2 separate regions of the Sus scrofa genome follow, and region 2 is linked to region 1. A link is a contact called in public HiChIP or PLAC-seq data. All regions are on one chromosome and are shown on one strand. Each heading gives the region's core, a stretch centred on a gene start, on an enhancer-like site or on the middle of the called end of the contact. The rest is flanking DNA. Distances are from core to core; before and after follow the strand shown.

Region 1 (7,454 bases), core at 1,971-4,470:
GCCAGTCATTTTCTAATGAAAGATGGGTTGATCCTCTGTTCATTTCATCTACAATTTTTTTTTTTTTTTTTTTTGAGAGCTGTACCCAAGGCACATGGAAGTTCTCAGGCTAGGGGTCTAATCAGAGCTATAGCTGGTGGCCTACGACACAGCCACAGCCATGCCAGATCCGAGCCGTGTCTGTGACCTACACCACAGCTCACGGCAATGCCGGATCCTTGACCCACTGAGCAAGGCCAGGGATTGAACTCGCATCCTCATGGTTTCCAGTTGGATTCGTTTCCTCTGTGCCACAATGGGAACTCCTACAATTTTCTTTTTAAAAATTTGATATGAATTTCTACTTCTGGCCCAGATGGAGAAACAGGACCAGATTTGCCCTCCCATATAAAACAACTCAAAACAAACTTTTAGACAAAACATATGAAACAATGGTTTTCAAGGCACAAGACATAGGCAGTGAAAAATTCGAGCCCCTGAGAGACAGAAAGTAAAGGTAAACCCTATGCCCACTCATGACAGTGAGAGAACTTTCGGAAGTAAGTGTAGGGAGGGAGATCCTAGTTGGATTCTGGGAGACTCCCTTAGGTGAGCAGATAGAATGGAGAATCCAGGGAGACCAAGGCAGTGAGTCTTCAAAGAATCGGGTCCTGGAGAGAGCGGTAGAGAAGGGATTCTGTAGATCTGCGGCGAGTAATAACCCTTGAGTAATCAGCAGAGTAGTGATTGGCACAAGTATGAGAATGGGAGAAGAGCACCTGCTGCTTACACAGGGCCAGGAGCAGCACCTGCTCCTAACAACCAGAATGGAACACCTCACAATTTACCTGACATTGGATTAAATCCAGGAAGAACTTGTCTCTGTAGTAGAGAATAAAGAGACCTGTAAATATTGTTCTGGTTCTATCTGACAGATCTTAAAAACAAGACCCCAAATTGATGGCGCTATTTCCAAATAACTAACTCACATTCCAGAAAAAAAAAAAAAAACAACAAAAAAAAACCAAAACTGAAGAACATTTATAAGAATGCAAAAATATCCAACACCCACTATGGTAAAATTCACACTGTTCAGCATTCAGATGAAGAGTATCAGGCACGCGAAGAAGAAGGAAAATATAAACTGTAATTAGTGGAAAAACTAATCAGCTAAAACTGACTCAGAAGTGACACAGTTGTTAGAATTAGCAGTGGAAAACTATTAAAACTATAATTATAACTATATTCTATACGTTCAAAAGATAGGGGCATGGAAGATATAAAAGACTCAAATTTTACTTTTAGAAAAAAAAATCAGGAGTTCCCGTCATGGCGCAGTGGTTAACAAATCTGACTAGGAACCATGAGGTTGCGGGTTTGATTCCTGGCCTTGCTCAGTGGGTTAAGGATCTGGCATTGCCGTGAGTTGTGGTGTAGGTTGCAGACGTGGCTTGGATCCCGTGTTGCTGTGGCTCTGGCGTAGGCCAGTGGCTACAGCTCCGATTTGACCCCTAGCCCGGGAACCTCCATATGCTGCGGGAGCGGCCCAAGAAATGGCAAAAAGACAAAAAAAAAAAAAAAAAAAAAAAAAAAGAAAAGAAATGAAAAACACTCTAAATAGGATTAGTGACAAATTTGATAGTTCAGAAGAAAAGATAAGTAATCTTGAAGACATAGTAATGAAAACTATGCAAAATTAAACACATGGAGAAAAAAGTTAAAAATTATTACTATTACTATTATTTTTTTTTTAGGGCTGCACTTGTGGCATATGGAAATTTCCAGGATGGGGTCAAATCAGAGCTATAGCTGCCAGCCTACACCAAAGCCATAGAAATGCTGGATCCAAGCTGCATCTGTGACCTACACCACTGTTCACAGCAATACCAGATCCTTAACCCACTGAGCAAGGCCAGGGATCAAACCCATGTCCTCATGGATATAGTTGGGTTCGTTATCACTGAGCCACAATGGTAACTTCCTAAAAATAATGTTTAATAAAAAGAGCATCAGTGAACTGTGGTCCAACTCCAAGTGGCCAGATACAGGTGTAATTGTAGTCCTTGAAAATATGTGACAGCAAATTTATTTAAAGAAACAATGGCTATGAAATTTTCAAATGTGACAAAATCTATAAACTCACTCATCCAGGAAACTCAACGAGCCCCAAAATCAAGAAATATGAAAAAAAAATGACACAAGAGTATCACAGTCAAATTGCTTAAAACTGGTGATAAAGAGAAAATCTGAAAAGCAGCCAGAGAATAAAAAGACACTTTAAGCACAAAGGACCAAAGATAAGGATGACAGCAGATTTCTTGTCAAAAACAATGCAAATGAGAAGGCAATAGAGCTAAAGCTTTAAGTTATGGAAAGAAAAAAACATGTCAACCTATATATAATACTTTATCCAATAAAAATATCTTTCAAAAATAATGGTAAAAAAAGACTTTTCAGACATACAAAAACGGAAAAAAGGTAATAATTAATCACCAGAAGACACACAATATAAGAAATGTTAAAAGTAGTCTATCAGGAAGAAGAAAAATGACAGCAGATTAAAAAAACAGATTAACACAAAGAAATGAAGAGCATCAGAAGTGGTAACTATGTGGATTAATACATAACATTTTTTTCTACCTCTTTAAAAGATAACTGACTTTTATATGGCAGGGTTTATTAGATTTAAATAAGTAAAATGTCACCTAACAATAAAATAAGGGGTGGGAGGAGATAACTGGAAATATGCTATTGTGCAGAAAAGAGCTGATATAATTGACCCGAGACCACTATCCTCAGAAGTTCTTGCTTGCAAGGTTGGCCCCAACCGGAAGTTTGGGAATGTGGATTTCAAGACGATTCCCACAATTCCCAGAATGAAAAGGAATGGCTCACTGTGCCTAATTTGTACAAACAGTATGTTTATGCTGAATACTTGCCTCTTCTTCTGGGAATCTGGAATTTTGGTATGTTTTAGGCAAGGAGGTCTAAGTGACCAGAACCCAGTAAAAATCTTGGGTACTGGATCTCTAGTGAAATTTCCTGCTAGACAACATTTCACACATATCACAACTCACTGCTTGAGGAATTAAGTGCATGTTGTGAGGCTTCATTGAGAGAGAACACTTGGAAGCTTGTGTCTGGTTTCCTGTGGACTTTGGCTCATGTACCTTTTCCCTCTGCTGATTGTGTTTTGTACCCTTTGACTGTACTAAAGCATAGCTATGGGAATGACTATATGCTGAGTAAGTACCATGAGTCTTCCTAGTGACTCAGCGAACTTGGAGGAACCCCCAACACAAGTATTGTAATGTCCTTGAAAAATTTATCAAGAGACCATATTTGACTCATAAACATTCTGAACAAACTGAAAAGAATTCATGCTATTCCAAGTATACTCTTCAACTATCATAGAATTAAATTAGGAATCAATAGCAGAAACACATATGGAAATTCCCCAGAGAGATCCATGAGGTGAGATGAAATTAAAAGTTAGCATTTTGAAGTGAATGAGAATGAAAATACAAAATCTGTGAAGTGCAGCTAAACAATATTTAACAGGGAAATTTATAGCATTAAAATGCCTCTATCAGAATAGAAGGAAGGTCTATGTCAATGACCTCATCTTTTATCTCAGAAATTTTGAAAAAAGAAAAAAAAAAAAAAAAAAAAAAGCCCAAAGCAAGCAGAAGAAAGGAAATAATAAAAATCGAAGTGGAAATAAATAAAATAGTAATGACGAAAACAATAGTAAAAATGAAAATATTTAATAAGCACAATAAAATTGATAAGCCTCTAAGCAGACTAACCAGGAAAAAAAGAGAGAAGACAGAAAATACCAATGAAAACAGAATAAGACTGAGTGATAGGGAAGCTCCCTTGTGGTGCAGCGGGCTAAGGATCTGCTTGTGGTTCAGATAGCAACTGTGTGCCAGTTCAACCTCTGGCCCAGGAACTTCCACATGCTGCAGGTCAGCCAAAAAAAGTAAAGACAGCGACTCCTCTCGACAATTATAAAACAGCAAAATGACCAGAAACTTAAAAAAAAGTGTGATAATGTGACTCCAAATTAAAAGGGTAAGAGGAAATCATGAATAACTTTGCACCAAGAAATTCAACACGTTAGCTAAAATAGACAATTTTTTCTTTTTAAAAAATTTTAAAAATTATACCTGATTTATAATGTTTTATCAATTTCTGCTATGCAGCAAAGTGACCCATTATGTACATGTATTTTTTTTTTTTTTAACATATCCTCCATCATGTTCCATCACAAGTGATCAGATAGAGTTCCCTGGGCTATACAGCAGAATCTCATTGCTTATTGCTTATCCATTCCAATTTTTTTTTTTTTTTTTTTTTGCTTGTTGCTTTTCACGGCTGCACCTGTGGCATATGGAAGTTCCCATGCTAGCGGTCCAACTGGAGCTGCAACTGCTGGCCTATGCCACAGACACAGCAACACAGGATCCAAGCCTTGTCTGTGACTTACACCACAGATCACGGCAACACCAGATCCTTAACCCACTGAGCAAGCCAGGGATCAAACCTGCATCCTCATGGATACTAGTCAGTCCCCCTGAGCTACAACAGGAACTCCAAAATAGACAAATTTATTTTTTTATTTTTTGCTTTTTAGGGCCACACCTGTGGTATACAGAAATTCCCAGGCTAGGGGTTGAATCGAAGCTACAGCTGCTGGCCTATGCCACAGCCACAGAAACATGGGATCTGAGCTGCATCTGCAAACTTCACCACAGCTCACAGTAATGCCGGATCCTCAACCCACTTGGCGAGGCCAGGGATCGAACCTGCATCCTCATGGATCCCAGTTGGGTTCATTAACCCTGAACCACGAAGGGAACTCCCTGAAATAGACAAATTTCTTGAAAGACACAATTTAACAAAGCCCACTAAAAAAGAAACACATAACCTGAATAGCCCATATCTACTAAAATAATTGAAAACTTCCCATCATGAAAACTCCAGAACCTGATGGCTTCATGAGAAAATTCCACCAACCATTTAAGGAAGAAATAATATTTATTCTGCACAATTTTTTTTCATAAAATTGAAGAGAAGGGAATATTTTCTCATTACATGGGTATTAAAACCAGTGACAACGTCTGAAAGTCACTGTAATTTACCTTATTAACAAAGTAAAAATGAAAACCATATGATTATTCTGCAGATACAAAAAAAACATCTGACAAAATCCAACATGAACTCCTGATTAAAAACAAACAACTCTTAGCAAACTAAACATAGTAGGGGAACAACCTCAACCTGATAAAGAGCATCTACTGCAAACCTATCTCTAAGATCTCAGGGTGAAAAACCAAATGCTTTCTCTCAAAGATCAGAATAAGATAAGGATTTCCGCTCCCTTTGCGTCTAATCAACATTGTACTAGTTCTAGTTAGAGCAGTAAGGCGAGAAAAAGGAAGAAGTAAAACTATTATTTGTAGACAAAATGATTAACTATGTAGAAATCCTGTGAAATCTATTAAAAAAAAAAAAGCCCTTAGAAATAACAAGCGAGTTTAGCAAGGTTTCCGGATACAGGAGAAATATACAAAAATTAACGGTACTTCTATAAACTAGCAATGAACAATTAGAAATAAAAAAAAAGCAGCATTACTTAAAAACTTAAGAAATATGAAATACTAAAGGGTAAACATGACAAAATATTTTCAACATCTGTACAGCTACAAAACATTGCTGAGAGAAGTTAAGGGCTAAATGAATGGAGAGATAGAGTATGTTCATGAATTGGAAGAGTCAACATTGATAAGAAGTCAATTTCCCCCAAATTCATCTATATAGATACCATACAAGGTTTCATTCAGAAATACAAAGAACCTAGGACAGCCAAAACAATTCTCAAAAAGAACATTAACATTGGAAGGGTAATGATACCTGGTTTTAAATTTTATTATAAAGCTACAGCAATCAAGAAGGTGTGAGTTAGCATCAAGATAGACAAACAAGATGAATGGAATAGAAGTTGTCCAGAAACAGACATATACATACATATATATATATAGCTCATTTTTTTTTTTCCCTTTTGGACTGTGCCCATAGGCATGTGCAAGTTCCCGGACCAGGGATTGAACCGGTGCCACAGCAGTGGCAATGCTGGATCCTTAACCTGCTGTGCCACCAGGAAACGTCTAGGTGGCTGATTTTCGACAGTGCAAAGGTGCAAAAGGAATTCAGTGGAGGAAGAATAGTCTTTGCAATAAATAGTGCTGGAAATATTGGATATCTTCATGACAAAAAAAAAAAAAAAAACCCCACCCCAAAACTTTGACATATAACATGTACTGCATCATATACAAAAATTAACTCAAAACCAATCAGGCCTAAATATAAAACCTGAAACTGTAAAACGTCTAGAAGTAAATATTTGTGACTTGGTTTGTCAAAGAATTCTTAGATACAACACCAGAAGAACAATCCACCAAAGACAAAAATTCATAAATTGGACTTCTGAAGACTTTTGTTCTTCAAAAGATACTGTTAAAAGAATGAAAAGATAAGCCATAAACTGGGAGGAAATACCTGCAAAGCACATATCCGATAAAGGACTTGTATCCAAATTATATAACAAACCCTCAAAACTCATTAATAAGAAAAGAAGCGTCCAGTGAAAAAGTGGACAAAAAAAAAGTGGACAAAATATCTGAGCAGGCATTTCATTAAAGAAGATATTTGATGGTAAGTAATTTCATTAACAATAAGTACAATGCTGTACAGGAGATTTCTAAAACTTTTTCATCTTGCATGACTCAAACTTTATATGCTCTGAACAGCAACTCCCCATTTTCCACTCCCTGCAGGCCTGGCAACCACCATCTGGCAATTAGTATTTATATGCAACTGTTTCCCATTCCTAACACCCCAGTGTATTGAACTATCTACAATAAGCCATTGTATTGCTACTATTACTTCAAGCTTTTTATATTACATTGTCTATGACACAGTATAGCATGGTGGTTAAGAGCACAGGCTCCAGAGTCTGCCAGATATGAAATGAATCCCTGCACTGCCAATTACTAGACATGTAACTTTAAGCAAGTTATTTAACCTCTCTAAATCCCAGTTTCCTTACTACCACCACTTGCATCAAAGACTTGTGAGGATTAAATAACATGTTTAAAGTTCTTAGCACGGTGTCTACAAAGAATAGGAGCTCCTATAAATGTAAGCTATCATTTTTTTTTCTTTTATCCGTTTAAAGGTGTCGCACCCTCAGCATTTGTCTTAGTGTTTTAAGAAGTCTACTGCATTCTTTTAATGTGGGGATAAAAAAGGGGAAAGGCTTATTTTACTCTGGAAAATAACACTTTGACTCTCTGAATAATCTGTAGATTAAATTTCAGCCTTTTGACACTGATCTTACAGGAAAATATTTAAGAAAACTCTGGAGTCAGTGCTGAGTGGACTTTTTGGGAAGAGAACAATGATCTTTG
Region 2 (7,454 bases), core at 1,960-4,459, 480 kb after region 1:
AGAGATAGGAACAGTCTGGCAAGCTCCAGGCCCACGTTTGCTCAAATAATTTAAGTTTAGTAGCAACAAGGGAAAAAAAAAAATCAGAACCTTGGACAAAATGGTCCTCAATTTAAAAATCAAGTAACTCTGGGGTAATAAGGAACTGCTTTGCTCAAGGTTAAAAAACACATACTAAGCGCCTCCTGTGTGCTTTTTAACCACCTCATGAATTAACTCTCCTGGGGGCCTGGGATTGCGGTCTAATACTGTGAAAGAGTTAGTTAACCTTAGGTAGGAAAGTGCTTTGGGCCCAGGATTATAGTTCATTGTCCAAATTCTTCGACAGTCTTTTATTTAGAATGGCACTGCCCAACATGGAAGCCACAAGCCACGTGTAGCTAATGAACAAGGGTTACTTCCGGTCAGGATGTTCTGTTTAAGGGTTACAGGCTGCATCTCCAAGGCTCGCTAGGAGTCCCCATTGTAGCACAGTGGAAACAAATCCAACTAGCATACTTGAGCATGTGGGTTCAATCCCTGGCCTCGCTCAGTGGGTCGGGCATCCAACATTGTTAGTGAGCTGTGGTGTGGGTCACAGATGTGGCTTGGATCCTGAATTGCTATGGTTGTGGTACAGGCTGGCAGTGTAGCTCTGACTCAACCCCTAGCCTGGGAACTTCCATGTGCCAAGGGTGCACCCCTAAAAAGCAAAAAAAAAAAAAAATAGAAAGCAAAGACTCACTAAAAAAAAGGTAAAATATCAAATAATTTTATAATAATTATATAAAATGTATTAATTTACATAATTCTATGTTGAAATGATAATATTTAAAACATATCACGTCAAATAAAATATACTATTAAAATTAATTTCACCAGTTTCTTTTACTTCTTTTATGTGGCTCCTAGAAATTTTCGCATTCCATATAGGCTTTTGCATTGACGGCTCACCCCGTAATCTCTGCGGTGGTGCTGATCTAGAAGGTGCCTTGCACATAATAAGCAGGAAAGGACCATCAATAAATATTTATCAAATGAAAATAGCCCATCATTACCATTATAATTCAGGACTGACCTCCCTCATAAGGCAATTAGAAAAAAATGATTAATAACCATGACTATAAAGCACATAATTTAAAAATTATAAAATCATTGTTAGCAACTAAAATGTCACTCTTCAGAGGAGTCACTTTGGCTTTCAGATCATTCACCTGCAGCCAGACCATTTTTTTTGCAAAAACCACAGCGAGTCAAAATCATGCCCATGAGTCTGGTTAAATCCTGTAGCTACCTTATAAAAATTCTAAGGCTGCTGGACAGAAATAGATATATGGAGAGAAGAGTGGCGATTTGAAGAGTGCACCCATTCCATGTGATGTACTAGCCACCCCAGCCTCGAAGAGACTGGGCATCAGGAAGTTGAGGGGAGGGAGGGGGAGCAAAAAGAAGAAAAAAGCGAATTTCCTGAGAAAACAATTCAGTATTTTGAGGCCTGAGGGACTCAAATCACTCAGTCATAATCCCCAGGCCCTGAGATCTGAGATGAGAAATGCGAACAATTGAAAGGAAGCAGGCCCTCTGAGCGCCTGAGGTCAAGGTGCCAGCCAGATGCAGGCAGGTTCTACACGGTCCTTTCAAAGACTGGCAGTGGAGCCTGCGGGACTTCCCGAGGACAGACAAGTCCAGGCCGGTTACCAAATCCCATGCTAATGGCCCGCAGGCATCACAACCTCTATACAGCCCAGGGGAAAGCCAATGGGGGTCTTTACCAGACAAGCATTTCCACCTTCCCCCCCTACCCCCCCGCCCCTGCAAAGCTGCTGCTGCCACTGTATACTTTTAACTTACCAGTGGTACTTGTAGAATTGACTTGCTAATGGCAAATGTTTCCAGCTGTACTAAAACCTTGGCACACTCATAGCCTGAAGCAGCCCACCTCACCAAAAGAAAACCACACCAGCCTTGACCAACATGTGAACCTAAATCCTCTTCCTATCGCCAAAGTGGCGTGTGACCTTGTGGAAACTACACAACTGCTCTGGATCTCAGTTCTCTCATCTGCAGGAAGTGGGAGGTGATCATTCCTACCTTGCAGAACTGGATGTAGGAAAAGACCCGAGTCCATCATCTAAGGCAGTGCCTGAGCAGAGAAGACCCTCAGTAAATGCGAATTGCCATATACAGCCCCAGAGATGCCCAACCTCTCAGACGCAAGGGAGAAAGCGAAGCGTACCAGGGCCATGCTAAAATCCATCGCCAAGCACAGCTGACTGGCTCACACAGGGGTCATACCCTTGGCCTCAACGCATCCTACCAGCAAAGAGAATGGGCTATGAGCACACTGTAAAAAGAACTGTGAATATAAATAATTGTGCCAGCCAGGTCCAGGCAGGAAAGAGATGGCAGCACGCACAGAAGGGGTGAGTGATGAGAACTGAATGAAGTGCCAAAATGTGGGCACAGCAGAAAACCACCAAGGAACCAGTCCAGATGACTAAGCATCCTGGAACCCGTAACTGACCACTTTGAGGCCTGGAGTGACAAGGGGAAGGGCAGTTACCAGCATCAAGAGGGCTATAGCCCCACTTCTGGGCATCTATCAAGAGAAAATCATGACTCGAAAAGATACACATAAACCTATGTTCATTGCAGCTCTCTAAAGAGTAGCCAAGACATGGAAACAACTTAAATGTCCATCAGCAGAGGAGTGGATCAAGAAGATGTGGTACATATACACAATGGAATATTACTCAGCCATTAAAAGGAAAGAAATAATGGCATTTGCAGCAACATGGATGGACCTAGAAATTATCACGCTAAGTGAAGTCAGTCAGACAGTGAGACACCAACATCAAATGCTATCACTTACATGTGGAATCTAAAAAAAGACACAATGCACTTCTTTGCAGAACAGATACTGGCTCACAGACTTTGAAAAACTTACAGCTTCCAAATGAGACAGGTTGGGGGTTCAGGGGATGTGCTGGGGGTTGGGATAGAAACGCTATAAAATTGGGTTGTGATGATCGTTGTACAACTATAAATGTAATAAAATTCACTGAATAATACACACACACACACACACACACAAAGAGGGCTGTAGCTATAGAAGAGGGTGACCACTGGCCTGTGACCTTCAGTAGGGGAAAGCTGCCAAGGCCACACCACTGCCCAGCAGAGAGGGAACAGGGGAATAATTAGCCCAGCCGCTCTCTCCTCCCGCCCTCTGGACTCCCGCCAGGGCCTCTCATTGGCTGAACTCAACGGGGAGCCAGAGGACGAGGGGACCTAGTTAAGGCAATCCACTGAGATCAGCCTCTCAGCCGGAGAGCAGGGTGGAAAGCGGATCTGGAGGGGAAAATGGAAAATATATCCAGCACAGTAATTACGCTACACAGAAGCAGTGAAGAGTTTAAATTAGTTTCGGTGAGAACTTGACAGCCCATCAGAGCCTTTTGAAACTGCCCTTCATTATAATCACAGGGAGAAACCAGATCGACAGACCCACCCTGGTGGGAGACAAAGGTCCGAAGAACCACCGTGGGATACTTATCTGCTGCTGGAAAGCGGTCGAGGGCTCACATTTCACAGCAGTCCTGGCTGTTCCGACAGCCCGCAGTGAATTTCAGAGTGTCTGTTTGCTAACAGTCTCAGTTAAACTTGAGACACCCAGGAAGTGTGACTCAGACAAGTTCAGAAACTCTCCACAGACAAAGACTGGAATAACCAAGATTTAGCGCAAAGATACTGGGAAATACAGTGTCGGCTGGTCCCTGGGTGGGAGACCCCTCAGCCTGGTCGGGGAGTTGAGGGCCACACCTCTGCTCTGAGGTCCAGGCTTTCCCCAGAACCCCCAAAGCTTGGCTCCTCTGGGCCCTCCTCGCCAGCCCTCAGTGGTGTTCGCTCCTTAGCAAATGAGTTCCCCTCTTGAGAAGTGGAGCGGCTGATGCCAAAACTAGACACATACAAAGAAGGGGTCAAAACCAGAAGAAGCCTAGCACTGGCTTCAGTTCTGTCTGGCTCACAATTGACCTCAACAACTAACTAGCTAGCTAACTCACTCACTTTTTTTCTTGTGCATTTTTCCCATTTAGATTTACTTATTTATTTTTGCTTTTACTTAATTTTAAAAATCACAGGCGTTCCCATTGTGGCTCAGCAGGTTAAGAATCCAACTAGTATCCATAAGGATGCAGGTTCAGTTCTTGGCCTCGCTCAGTGGGTTAAGGATCCAGCATTGCCATGAGCTGTGGTGGAGGTTGCAGATGCAGCTCCATCTGGTCTTGCAGCAACTGTGGCATAGGCCGGCAGCTACAGCTCCAATTCGACCCCTAGCCTGGAACTTCCACATGCTGCAGGTGCGGCCCTAAAAAGAAAAAAATAAATTAAAAAAAAAATTTTTAATTACAAACACACAAAAACTTCCCATAATTGAAATTAAAATTTAGCCATGTCTTCCACCCCACTCCACCCCCATTAAAATACAGATGTCCCGGCCTGGCCTCAGAGATTCTGATTTAATAGGCCTGGGATGGGACCAGGGATCAATTTTTAAGTGGCAAAATCCCCTAACATAAAAGTTTTAACGCATTAACTGTTAAAACACGTGTTGAATGCCCATGTCAGATACTGTGCTGAGAGATACCACAATGCCAAGACTAACACTGCTGCTGACTCCTAATGGGAAAGCCGGCAATGACCCTGGTGTCCAGGGGATCAGGGCGAGGGAGCGGGGGCAGCTGCGGGAACAGCGGCAGAGAAGCCTGACCCGCTCTCCGGACCAGAGAAACACTTCCATGAAACCAACATTTAAGACCGAGGAGGAAAAAGAGGAGTGAGCCTTGAGCCACGAAGGAGACAGATACCTCCCTGGGCATCTGACCACAGATGGTGGGCACGCCCATTAGGTGCCCAGTCCGCAATGTCAGGGGTCTTCAAGATTGTGGAGGGCTTGGATTAACGTATGTTTTCCTGATTGGCTTCAATGCACCCGAGTTGGGCAGCATGAATCTGCCGGGGGCCTCTAAGACGGCACTGAAATCCCACATCCCTCCACCCCTTAGATGTTGGGTGGTTCCCATAGGTTCCCATAGGTCAAGTCTCGTTACCAGCTTCCCGCGGCTGCAGTAGGAGCTCTGATGGGCTGGCTAGAGGCCAATCACCCTCGCACCTGGGAAGGTCCCAGGAACTGCCTGAAGCCATGCTAGAACGTTCAGCCAGGCTGTCCATTTCTTCAGCAGATTATGTTGAGACTTTCCATGTGTCTCACATCTCTTGGCCCAAAGGAATGCTAACAAAGTGAAGGCGGTTGGAGGGGAGGGGACAGGAGAAAAGAAAGAAAACGTGGGACAGGTGGGCTGAGCTCCCCGCAGCTCCCATCCACGGCTTCTTCCGCCCTCCCATTCCCCACCCTCACCCCCACCTCCGCTTCCTGTGCTGCAAAAGGCGATGCGATTGGGTCAGGGGAGGGGCGGGTCCGAAGCAGCCAATAAACAACGCTCCAAAAACTAGCTCCTCCTACCCTTGCGGCACAAACACCCTGGATGGAAGGAACTCTTCTGATAACAAGTCCCTCCCACTTGTGGCTTAGAACCTAAGGCATCACTCTGAGTTGTCTATGAAACGTCTGCACTGATTGGGCAGCTCAGCCCTTTTGTCCGCATCGCAGGCTCTGTGAAGGGCACGCCTAAGGGAGCCGGCCAGGGAGACTGGTGGCACCAAGTGACGGTTCCCTCCCACAGACCAGAGAAGGGACACAATCGGCTGGAAGTGGCTTTTCAAATTATCTGCAGAAAACATTAGTGGATATTTCCCCATCTGCATGCCTCCGGGTCTTATTGAGTCATAAAAAGTAAATGATTTCCCTGAATGCTTTGACAAACCTGATCGTTCCAAGCCATTTTCTAGCTGATTGATTTGCCATTATGCATCGTTGTGTCTATGAGCAGAGAGGCTTACAGGCGAAGGGAGAGCTGGGAAAGAACCATGGCCAGCTCACAGGAGGCTGCTGCACCTCCCTTTGTGTGGAGGAGCTAACAGTAGGTAGGCTGGGAAGGCTTCCCAGAGGCCGTGGCTCCTGAGAGAGATGCAAAGAGGCACCGACTTATGAGGAAGGGAGAAGGAAGCCATTAAAACAGAAAATAAGTAGAAACAAGCAACTTCCTCTCTGCCTGTTCCAGACCAAGGTCAGAAGAGAAAGGCTAAAAAGCGGAGGCTAACTGCTGAGGACAGGTTGACCAGAACCTGGAACATTTAAAGATGGGTCCATAGGTCGGTTGAGGGGCCACTGAGCCAGCGGTCACCTAGATCTGGAGCTGGCTCAAATGCAGAAGGAAGAGCGCGTGGATCTTTGTTCAAGTTGGGCACCTTTTCTGACAGCTATTTTGTCCTGGAAGAGGTGTGTTCTAAGCCAGTTTCCCCAGCCGCCCTTGACCAGATGGGAACAGGGTCATGGGCCCATGAAGAGCCTTGGGCCACCGAGGGAGAAAGGAAGAGGCACTGAGGGGGCCACGGTGTCAAGTCCGAGCTTCGGTCATCCTGGGAAAGGGTTCCAACCCTTCCCAAGGGTGATGTAAGGACCATGCCCCCTGCCGGGGATTTCAGTCCTCGGGGGCTTCCTGAGCACCGTCTGGCCCATCCCTGATTCCCCCCACCCTGAAGATCTGACACAGGACAGATGGGGGAATAAAGCAGCAGGCAGCGAGGAACTTATTGGAGGTCAATGCGGGTCCATGAGACGAAGCTCTGCAGGACAGACTGCCGAGGACAGGGGCCACACGGCCAGTCCCTCCCTCAGAACCCCCGTGTGTTCTCAGCACCAGGGAGAAAAACACAGCACCACCCACCCACAGAGAAACAGCAAAAACCTTAACAAGTGCGGGATTCAGTGCGCAGAATCACCGCGAAGGCTCAGGAGTGAGGAGGAAAGGAATGAGTGGAGCCCATGAGGAGGACCAGGGACCTTCCGAAAGGCGGCAACATCGTGGCAGCTGTAAAGGAAGTTTGTGGACACATCCTTAGAAAGAAGGACAGTGGCAGAGGCGCATTCAGAACAGAGGCACAAAAACAAGGCAATGGACCACGTGAGGAAGAGCACGAACGAAGGGTCCAAGGTTCACAGGGCCATCCGAGGCCCTGGCGGCACCCACTCTCTGGGGGTTAAATGATACCGAGCAGCCAGGGCAGGTGGGGAGTCAGGGAGCCCTTAGCTGAGACCATCGTTAAGCCCAGTTGTAAAAGGAGAAACATCCAGACCTAAGGCCTGAGGCCCTTTCTCTGGGCAAATGAGTGATCTCGGACAGTCAAGCTCTCCCCGCATGGCACCTGTGTCCCAGGTCCTCTGACAGACGAATTTGCTTCCTAAGACACAGCTACTCAGAGGCCAGCAGCTGCTCACACACACACACCAGCATGATGTCCAAACCCCTGGGTGCTGCCTGGTGTGGTCCCACCTCCCCACCTCCCCAGCCCAT

Evidence for each region. HiChIP or PLAC-seq counts read pairs in DNA pulled down with a chosen protein or histone mark.
Region 2: an H3K27ac HiChIP or PLAC-seq map of alveolar macrophages shows a contact between it and region 1. The contact joins two enhancer-like sites. A contact is called at or near these places in 2 of 2 datasets of contacts at active chromatin or transcription factors (alveolar macrophages and skeletal muscle).

Annotation. Positions count from the first base shown.
Region 1 is chr12:15,558,976-15,566,429 of Sscrofa11.1, forward strand. The region is part of intron 8 of TANC2 (protein TANC2); the gene reads right to left. Among named protein-coding and RNA genes, the nearest start is that of CYB561, 120 kb to the left of the region's middle. Within about 2 kb of position 3,221, at least 6 of the 83 cell types and tissues checked have an H3K27ac peak or open chromatin away from gene starts, as enhancers often do. A contact at or near this core is called in alveolar macrophages, where this site is marked.
Region 2 is chr12:16,034,437-16,041,890 of Sscrofa11.1, forward strand. The region is part of intron 8 of MARCH10 (probable E3 ubiquitin-protein ligase MARCH10); the gene reads left to right. The region is part of intron 1 of LOC110256164 (a long non-coding RNA gene); the gene reads right to left. Among named protein-coding and RNA genes, the nearest start is that of MARCH10, 68 kb to the left of the region's middle. Within about 2 kb of position 3,210, at least 38 of the 83 cell types and tissues checked have an H3K27ac peak or open chromatin away from gene starts, as enhancers often do. A contact at or near this core is called in alveolar macrophages, where this site is marked.